Regions from separate parts of the Mus musculus genome. Here region 1 is linked to region 2. Evidence: chromatin contacts called from public HiChIP or PLAC-seq data. All regions are on one chromosome and are shown on one strand. The core of a region is the stretch at or near the end of the contact, and the rest is flanking DNA. Distances in the headings are between cores, read along the strand shown. Region 1 overlaps Slc38a10 (solute carrier family 38, member 10). Region 2 overlaps Rnf213 (ring finger protein 213).

What was found. HiChIP or PLAC-seq counts read pairs in DNA pulled down with a chosen protein or histone mark.
Region 1: a contact with region 2 is called in an H3K27ac HiChIP or PLAC-seq map of T-cell acute lymphoblastic leukemia, with 4 times the contacts expected there. The contact joins two enhancer-like sites. A contact is called at or near these places in 1 of 39 promoter capture datasets (liver) and 2 of 115 datasets of contacts at active chromatin or transcription factors (T-cell acute lymphoblastic leukemia and large pre-B cells).

What each region holds. Positions count from the first base shown.
Region 1 is chr11:120,138,087-120,142,250 of GRCm38.p6, forward strand. It overlaps Slc38a10 (solute carrier family 38, member 10), which reads right to left. Exons shown (of 17, transcript NM_024249.5): 3 at 3,514-3,559; 4 at 2,507-2,600; 5 at 900-1,043. Among named protein-coding and RNA genes, the nearest start is that of Gm11769, 10 kb to the right of the region's middle. Within about 2 kb of position 1,380, at least 30 of the 459 cell types and tissues checked have an H3K27ac peak or open chromatin away from gene starts, as enhancers often do. A contact at or near this core is called in T-cell acute lymphoblastic leukemia, where this site is marked.
Region 2 is chr11:119,426,790-119,431,255 of GRCm38.p6, forward strand. Rnf213 (ring finger protein 213) reads left to right here. Exons shown (of 68, transcript NM_001040005.3): 19 at 707-880; 20 at 1,224-1,373; 21 at 3,377-3,960. Among named protein-coding and RNA genes, the nearest start is that of Mir1932, 39 kb to the left of the region's middle. Within about 2 kb of position 2,187, at least 155 of the 459 cell types and tissues checked have an H3K27ac peak or open chromatin away from gene starts, as enhancers often do. A contact at or near this core is called in T-cell acute lymphoblastic leukemia, where this site is marked.

The sequences.
Region 1 (4,164 bases), core at 130-2,629, 710 kb after region 2:
TTCCTGTAGCCTGGGGCTGTCTGAAGGGGCAGGGGCTCCACCTCACCTATGTCCCTGGGCCCTGGCTTAGAACCCAGTCCATGCATGGAGCTGCCTGAGCACTACTGAGAGGTGTACCCAGCTGCAGGGGGGTTCTGCTCCGATGTGGGGCCTCATAGTGGAGAGAGAAGCAGAAGCTCACTCCCTCCCTCAGCCCTGAAACCCGTCTCAGATGACAGGGAGCAGTGCCCTCCATAAGGGCATGTCCTTTATCTCCTTGCCCTGGACAGGCAGACAGCCATCTTTCAGGAGCTCATCCACTGAAGACATGGCTATGAGTCAGGAGTTAACTGTCCCTGGCTGGTCCCCTGCAGCCAGACCAGGGCACAGCTCCTGCAAGCACACTTGGCCCCTGCCCTCAGGAAACCCAGCGTCTTCCCTGGCAGTGAGGGTGAACCCCCAAGGGTTCAGCAGGGTCAGGGAGGAAGGCTAAGGACTCTGGAGGAAGTCCTCACACCCCATCTTCCAGACTATCCCCAAAAAAGCTCATTTAGAAAAGTGACAACTGGCACCATGTGACAAAACACTAGCACATACACCTGGTTCCATGTTCCACATGGAAGTTCTTCCCATAAAACACACAGCCACCTCACTTGCTTTCCAGAGCCTGGGTAAAGGGACTATGGTTTCAAAGCCCCTTCTGGATCCTGCTGTCCAACTGCTCTGCCTCTGGTGCTCACAGACCAGGCATGCACACGGCCTTCACGACATTGCAGTAGTTCTACCACAGGACTCAAAGCCACTTTCCCATAATCCCCCCAAGGTAGCTGATGGCAACAGCAGACTAAGGCGTGGACACATGTGGTTATGGGAAGGACTACGCCACAAACAAGCCCCTCAGCAGTGTCTCCGGTGCTCACCACGAACATGAAGACGGTGTAGAAGAGGAGCGCCATGGCACTGAAGGACTGGATAGAGGCCATCATGTTTCTCTGCAGGCTGAGCGGGAGCACAATGAACAGGGACACTGCGAAGAGCAGGAACACACGGACAGTCCTGGTCACCTGGAAGGGAATCAGCTCTAAGCTCTGAGCTCACTCACTGCCAGGACTCATCTTACCAGTGTGGCCAGGGCAGGAGCCACCACAGGCTGAGGAGCACACTGAGGCCTTAAAGCAGAAGGTGGTGTGGTCAAGTCTGGCAGGTACAGGCTGAAAGCTCCCCTCTCAGTGGCCACGTGGATCAAAGTACTGAACACCTCTGGCCCAGCATGGTCCACCCAGGCTCCACAATGAGACTAGTCAGGACCAAAATATCAGCTACCCAGAGCCAACACGTTACACAGTGTCAGAATGTGGCAAGAGCACGCGGGAACTGCACTGCTCTGGAAAAACCCTGCCCAGCTGGTGCCGGCGGCTGGTGGAAGGAGTCACCACGTCTCCACACAACTCAGAGCTATCTTTACCACAGAAGGAAATTCTGACCCAGATAATTCATCACAAAACTCCAGGCTGGCGTCTACTAAGAAGCACCGATCTGGGGATATCTACCATCTCACTGATCTGCAGCCAGCACGTTTGACTTCCTGGAACCTTCTTCACAGGTGACAGCGAGGCCACAGAGGCTGATACTGCCCATCCTGCAAGTCTCTCAGAACTGCAGGTGAGATATCTGGCCCTGGCACAGATCGGTAGGGTTTTGAGAAAGGACTCAAGTAACTGTGTGAGAGACTGACCCACAACTCTGCTGGACCCAAGGGCAGTGTGGGAGATGGACAGAAAGCCAAAGGGGAAGACACAGACCAGGGCCAGGCTCACAGGCCACTCTCTGCAAAGTCCTCCCACACCATGCAAATCCTACACATATTCACGAGAAGGATCTCCTCAGCTGTCACATTTACAAACTAAAAGTCATCTCCAGCTACCAGGTAAACAAAAACAAAGGAGTCTTCACAAAAAAGACCCCCCAGGGCCATATGCCCACTTTCCCTAGGCGGTCACTGGTTACAGCTCTGCTCCCCAGTAGGGGAGGAAGGTTGTGTGGGGTCCAGTTCACAGGTGGGACCTTCACAGTCAGGGAGTGGCAAGCTTGGAGGATGCACAGAGCTATGTCACAGGCCCTGGGAGCAGTGCCCTCGAGTCTTCCTCAGCAGGGTGGGCCCCAACTCCCAGCCTCAATGTACCGATCAACAGCCCAGCACAGAAGCTGCACGAGGGCCTGGCCTCTTTTGCCTTTTGATGAGCACCGCTGGAAGGCTGAGGCATCTGACCTGCACAATGATTTGCTGTGTCCTACCCCTCCTCCTCCCTGCCTCCACCTTGTACACCATCAGGCTGTATCACAGCCTGCTCTCTCTCTCTCTCTCCCTCTCCTGGTGCCTCTCAGACACTACTCGAGCAAAGTTCTGAAATCCAAGCCAGGGAACTTGAGTGGCTGGCAGGCACAGGTCCCAGGTGGCTTAAGGAAAGGAGGCATCAGGCAGCAACCACAAGGATTAAAACAGACCAGATATCTAACAGTGTCTTACCTGTAATCCAAGCAGCGGAGCAAAGAAGTTGGACCCCAAGTCACCGATCACGACATAGAAGGTAATGCAGGATCCCAGCATCAGCCCAATCATGCTGTGAAGAAAGACACCCAGGGCTCTGAAGTCAGATTTAAGAAGGTGCTGCTTTGTGATCAAAGCTGAGCACCTTTGCAGACTCAAGACTCAGGTACCCCGAGTCTGACACCCAGGACCACATCCAGTTCCTGGGCTTTGCTGACATGGAACTGCCATAAACTGGCTGGGCTGGAGGCAACTGTGACCGTGGGTGTCTGGGGGACCTCCACTGCTCTTGGGGTAAATGCTGAACCATACTCAACTAGTCTCTCTTGGGTAAATACCAAATCACACTTAACTAGTCTCTATGTGCTATCCTAGTTCCCTTCCTCAGGAGCTTCCGAAACTCTTTCAGGTACAGAAATATTAGATAAGTTAAAAGAATAATCAACTGCTTCTAAAAACTGTTTTCTTCTGTGTTCACAATCCCTTGATTAAGAAGCCTAAAAGTGTAATTTTCTGACAAATTTTTCCAACTCATTAAAATTTTACTCTCCAAAAAAAAAAAAAAAGTGGCATTTCAATTTAGAGCCTCCCTTCTGTGGCAGAGTTGGGGACACAATTTACATAACAGCGTTAAGATTACCTGTTCTTGGGGTGGGGGGTTTGTGGAAGGGAGACCGGGAATGGGGATAACATTTGAAATGTAAACAAATACAACGATTAATTTAAAAAAAAAAAAAGATTAGCTATACTGAGAGAGCTATTTTTCTGTACTTCCCAAGTCTCTTATTCTCATGTACATCTTAGCAAGACTTAATAAGGCTTTCGACTTGGACAGCAGTCACTGTGAGGTAAAGTCACAGTGAGCTGACTGTGAGGGACTCCTCAGAAGCACATTAGACGCTGTAAGCTCTCCCCGAGTGACTCAGTGTTCACTCCCTGACAGGCTCCAGTAAGAAGGATGGACTCAGCAGGGCTGCACCACTCACCTGGTCTCCACCAGCATCTTCCCGGCCTTGCCGTAGGCGTGGAACGCTAGAGAAAAGGAAACCGCTCAGTCTGACAGCAACGCACACCCACCGAGAGGCCGGGCGCGGTGGCGCACGCCTTTAATCCCAGCACTCGGGAGGCAGAGGCAGGCGGATTTCTGAGTTTGAGGCCAGTCTGGTCTACAGAGTGAGTTCCAGGACAGCCAGGGCTACACAGAGAAACCCTGTCTCGAAAAAAACAAAAAAACAACAAAAAAAAAAAAAGCCACCGAGAAAAGCTGTGTGCTGCAGTTTGACGAGCATCCGTTTGCTTGAGGTCTCATGGATATAAGGAGATACTTTAAACTCTGGTGCCAGACCTTCTTTAGACCTACCATCCCCAAATGAAACAACACAAGGCAGGAGCAAAGCAAGGAGACACAAGAAAGGGACACACAAGCAAGGGACATACGAGCCAGGAGACACAGACACAAGCAAGGGAGATAAAAAGCAAGGAGACACACACACAAAGAGACACAGACACAGCAGGGAGACACAAGCAAGGGTTTCTGTAGTTTCTTATGAATTATGAAGGGGGAAAACGGAAGCCAGGACCCTGTAAGGTACTGGGTTCTGCTGCGAACAAAACTGCTTGGAGCAGTATGAAAATGG
Region 2 (4,466 bases), core at 937-3,436:
TTCATGGACAGCACTCACATTCGAAGCTCCTCCTGTCTCCTGTCTCCTTGTTGCTTGGCAGCTGAATTCTGCTTTTATCATAGAGTTGCTGCAGTTTCTTGATCTGTCCATCTGCTGAAGAGCATCCTAGTTGTTGCAGGTTTTTTTGTTTTCTTTTTCTGAGGCTGACTCTCACTATGTAGCCTTGGCTGGTCTATGGAGACCGGGCTGGTTTCGAACTCACAGAGATGCACCTGCCTATACTTGTAGAGTGCTGGGGATTCACGGTATGCGTCACATGCCCAGTTGTTTCATGGATTTACAGTGCTGGATAAGGCTGCTTGGTTTTCAGTGCTACAGATAAACAAGATCATTTTTATTATTTAATTTTTAATTATGAATGTATTTATTTGAGATAGGGTTTTTCTATGTAACAGCTCTGGTGTCCTGGAACTCTCTTTTTGTAGAACAGGCTAGCCTTGAAATCCCAGAGATTCGCCTGCTTCTGCGAGTTAAGTAAATGTATTTAAAATCTTGTCATCTAAGTTGTAAGTTTCACAGAGATGGGGAGCATGGTGGCCAGGCTGTGCAGGAGAACGAGTAGCAGTGCACCAGTCAAGTGCTGTCTCTGGAGACTGCCTGAGCGCCGCCGGAGCACGAGGAGTCATCAGGGAACCGATGGCTCAGGAGACCCAGGCTCTGATCCGTGTGCTCTCCTTCTGAGCAGGAACCAATGAGAAAATCATAGACAACATCACGGAGGAAGGCAGGCAGCTGATGGCCACTGCTGAGTCTGTGTTCCAGAAGGTCGCAGGGGAACTTGAAAATGGCACCATTGTGGTTGGACAGCTGGAGCTGATCCTCGAGCACCAGAGTCAGTTTCTTGACATCTGGAACTTAAGTGAGTACCAAATTGAGATAACACCTTTAGGCGGCTGAGCAACAGAAAGAGGGGGAAAGCCTGGGTATGCCATTTTGTGGTCAGGGTATGTTTCTGGGCTCTGTAACTGCCAGCAGCTCTTGCCAGAGAGCCTGGGAGCTTAGTTATTGTGGGGAGTGTCATGAGAGAGCAGTAGGATCAAGGCAGCAGAGCCTGTTCTGCCACCATCTTCATAGACTAGCTGAGCTCAAGTCTTGCTGCTCCCTCCACATGGCCCTGGCATGGAGCACGTTCAGAGAGAGGCAGTGGAATGTGATTACATGGAAGACTTACAGGATTGTGTGAGCTGTCACATACTTTCCAGATAGAAGGCGGCTGCCATCCCAAGAGAAGGCCTGTGATGTGAGGAGCTTGCTGAAAAGGAGAAGGGATGATCTGCTGTTCCTCAAGCAAGAGAAGAGATACGTGGAGAGCCTCCTGAGGCAGCTCGGAAGAGTGAAACACCTTGTGCAAGGTGGGCCCCAGGAGTGGCACTGAAGACTGAGGGGCCTCAGGGTGAAGGGCAGAGGAAGGCGCAGTGGGGGCGGAGTAGAGGCAGCTAGGGCAGGGGCTTTAAAGCAATATTTTTAATTTCCATGGGGAGGGGGCATGGGCATATACATGTGTGTGTGTGTGTGTGTGTATGTGCACTTAGGAGTGCATCTGGAAGCCCAGGGTAGATCCTGGGAATCTTTTTTGAGCCCTCTTTCACTATATTCAGTGAGACAGGGTCCCTCAATCAAATTCAGAGCTTGCTGATGGGTCTAGCCTTGCTAGCCAGTTTGCTCTGGGGATTCCTCCATCCCTGCCTCCCCAGGGTGGAACAGCCGGGCTGTCATGCCTACCCAAGGTTTATATGGGTTCTGGGGCTCAGAATTTTTTAAAATCTGAGTTCACTTGCATTTGCCAGAGGTTAATCAGTCTGACTTTTATTCACTCCCATGCCTGCAAGCATCCCTCCAACTTTTCTATGCTAGAACTATCTGTTGATTTCCCACCATAGGCAGGGCACCTCATGAGCACTAGGTCGGTCAGGGAGCTCTAGGCTTTCTTTTATCCTGCAGGTGCACTCTGTGCCTCTTCCCTCGCACGTCCCCGCCCTCTTCCCTCGCACGTCCCCGCCCTCTTCCCTCGCGCGTCCCCGCCCTCTTCCCTCGCGCGTCCCCGCCCTCTCCCCTCGCGCGTCCCCGCCCTCTCCCCTCGCGCGTCCCCGCCCTCTCCCCTCGCGCGTCCCCGCCCTCTTCCCTCGCACGTCCCCGCCCTCTTCCCTTGCGCGTCCCCGCCCTCTTCCCTCGACTCTGGCAGACACAGCTTATCTACCTTGCTGAGTAAGAGACAGACAGCCAACCTGCAGTCTCAGTCACTCCAAGTCTGGGATGTCTGTTCTAGGTCTAGGTGCTTGGCTAGGAGGAGTGGGCACCTCGTAGGTCACTGCACTAGGAACTGCATGCTGCAGTTCCTGCATGTTGCTCCTGCTTGTCTCTGGTGTTGCTGGGGCAGGCCTGGTGGCTGAGCCCTTGTGTATGACATTTGCCCTTAATGGATTCAATGTAAATCAGGTTATCCTCAAATTCACCCAGATCCACCTACCTCTGCCTAGGATTAAAGGTGTGTGCTACCATGACCACCAGCCAGCTTCTGACTTTTTTTTTTTAATAAAAGATTTATTTATTATTATATCTAAGTACACTTTAGCTGTCTTCAGACACACCAGAAGAGGGTGTCAGATCCCATTATGGATGGCTGTGAGACACCATGTGGTTGCTGGGATTTGAACTCAGGAACTTTGGAAGAGCGACAGTGCTCTTAACCACTGATCCATCATCTCTCCAGCCCCAGTTTCTGACTTTTAAGATATAATTTCTATTTTATAATTAGTGTGCTCTTAGAAGGGAGTGAAGAAAGGTGTGTGTGTTTCCCACTGACTTTTTACTCAGTTATGTACCCAGTTTCCTTGTTGTGAAAACTGACAAAGCCAAGGCGGAGGAGAGGAAAGATGCCCATGTTCTGCAGTGGTTGTGTTTGTTTTCTTAGAGAAGCAGCTAGAGGAAGAACCAGTGTTGTGTGTCCTTAGCAGAGGGCTTGCCTAGTGTTTGGGGCGGCAGGAGCTGTCCCCAGTGCTGCAAACAAACTCTAGTTCTGCTCACCCTGGTGCATGGCCACAATGCTGGCAATCAGGAGAATAATTAGTTGAAAGCCAGCCTGCCTACGTATTCAGACTTTGTCTTTCCCCTACACTAAGGAGGAGAGGTGACGCCAGCTGGTGATGACACAGCACAGGCCTTTAATCCCAGCACGGGTGGGGTGGCGGCAGGGGAACAGGTAAAACAGAGAGAGCCAGTGCTACACAGAAAATCTGTCTCAAAAAGGGGTGTGTATGTGCTCACACACATGAGGGGGGGCAGGGGGAGAGAGGGAGGATAAAATACAAGAAAAGTGAGATAAATAACCCCCACCCTTTAATTCTGGTTTCTATAGTGGATTTTGGAAACATTGAAATAATCCACTCTCAAGACCTCAGCAATAAGAAACTAAATGAAGCCGTGATTAAGCTCCCCAATTCCTCCTCCTACAAAAGGGAGACACATTACTGCCTGAGCCCTGACATCCGAGAAATGGCAAGCAAGCTAGACTCCCTGAAAGACAGCCATATCTTCCAGGACTTCTGGCAAGAGACAGCAGAGTCACTGAATACTCTGGATAAGGACCCCAGAGAGTTGAAGGTTTCGCTTCCAGAGGTCTTGGAATACCTGTACAACCCTTGTTATGACAACTTCTACACACTCTATGAGAATCTGAAGTCAGGAAAGATCACCTTTGCTGAAGTTGATGCCATCTTCAAAGACTTTGTAGATAAATATGATGAACTGAAAAACGACCTTAAATTCATGTGCACTATGAACCCCCAGGACCAAAAAGGTTGGATCTCAGAGCGTGTTGGGCAGATCAAAGAATATCACACCCTGCACCAGGCTGTCAGCTCTGCCAAGGTCATCTTGCAGGTCCGAAGAGCTTTGGGTGTGACTGGTGACTTCAGTGTTCTTAACCCATTGTTAAACTTTGTAAGTTGTTTGCTGGCTCTGCTGAGGGGTGAGGTCTTGGGTTGGGTAGGTGTCTGGGGCTTGGCAGTGTGGTTGGGGTGGTGTTTAAGCAGCTGGGGACAGCAAAGCCCTAGGTTCCGTCTTGCTCCATGATAGCTCCTGAACCAGTGGGTTTCAGGCCATCCGTCGGGGGATCAGTAGTCTAAGAGGAGGCCATGTTCTTCCACTTTACTTTCTGACATTACAGTTACTCGTTTCTCCCCCTTCCAAACTCTCCTTTGTATATCTCTCTCCTTGCTCTCTTTTCAATTCATGGCCTCTTTTGCCATGTTCTTTAAAAAGGTCATAAGAGCACAGAAGGAAGGAAGGTCATCTGTCCCAGATACAATTGCATCAGCTCTAGACAGCAGCAGCAAGCAACACATCACCCGGCAGAGCTGAGATGGGAGGTCTTTTGTCTCTATTTTGAGACAGGGTCTCACTATGTAGTCTGGCTGTCCTGGCTGTTGCTATGTAGACCTAGGTGG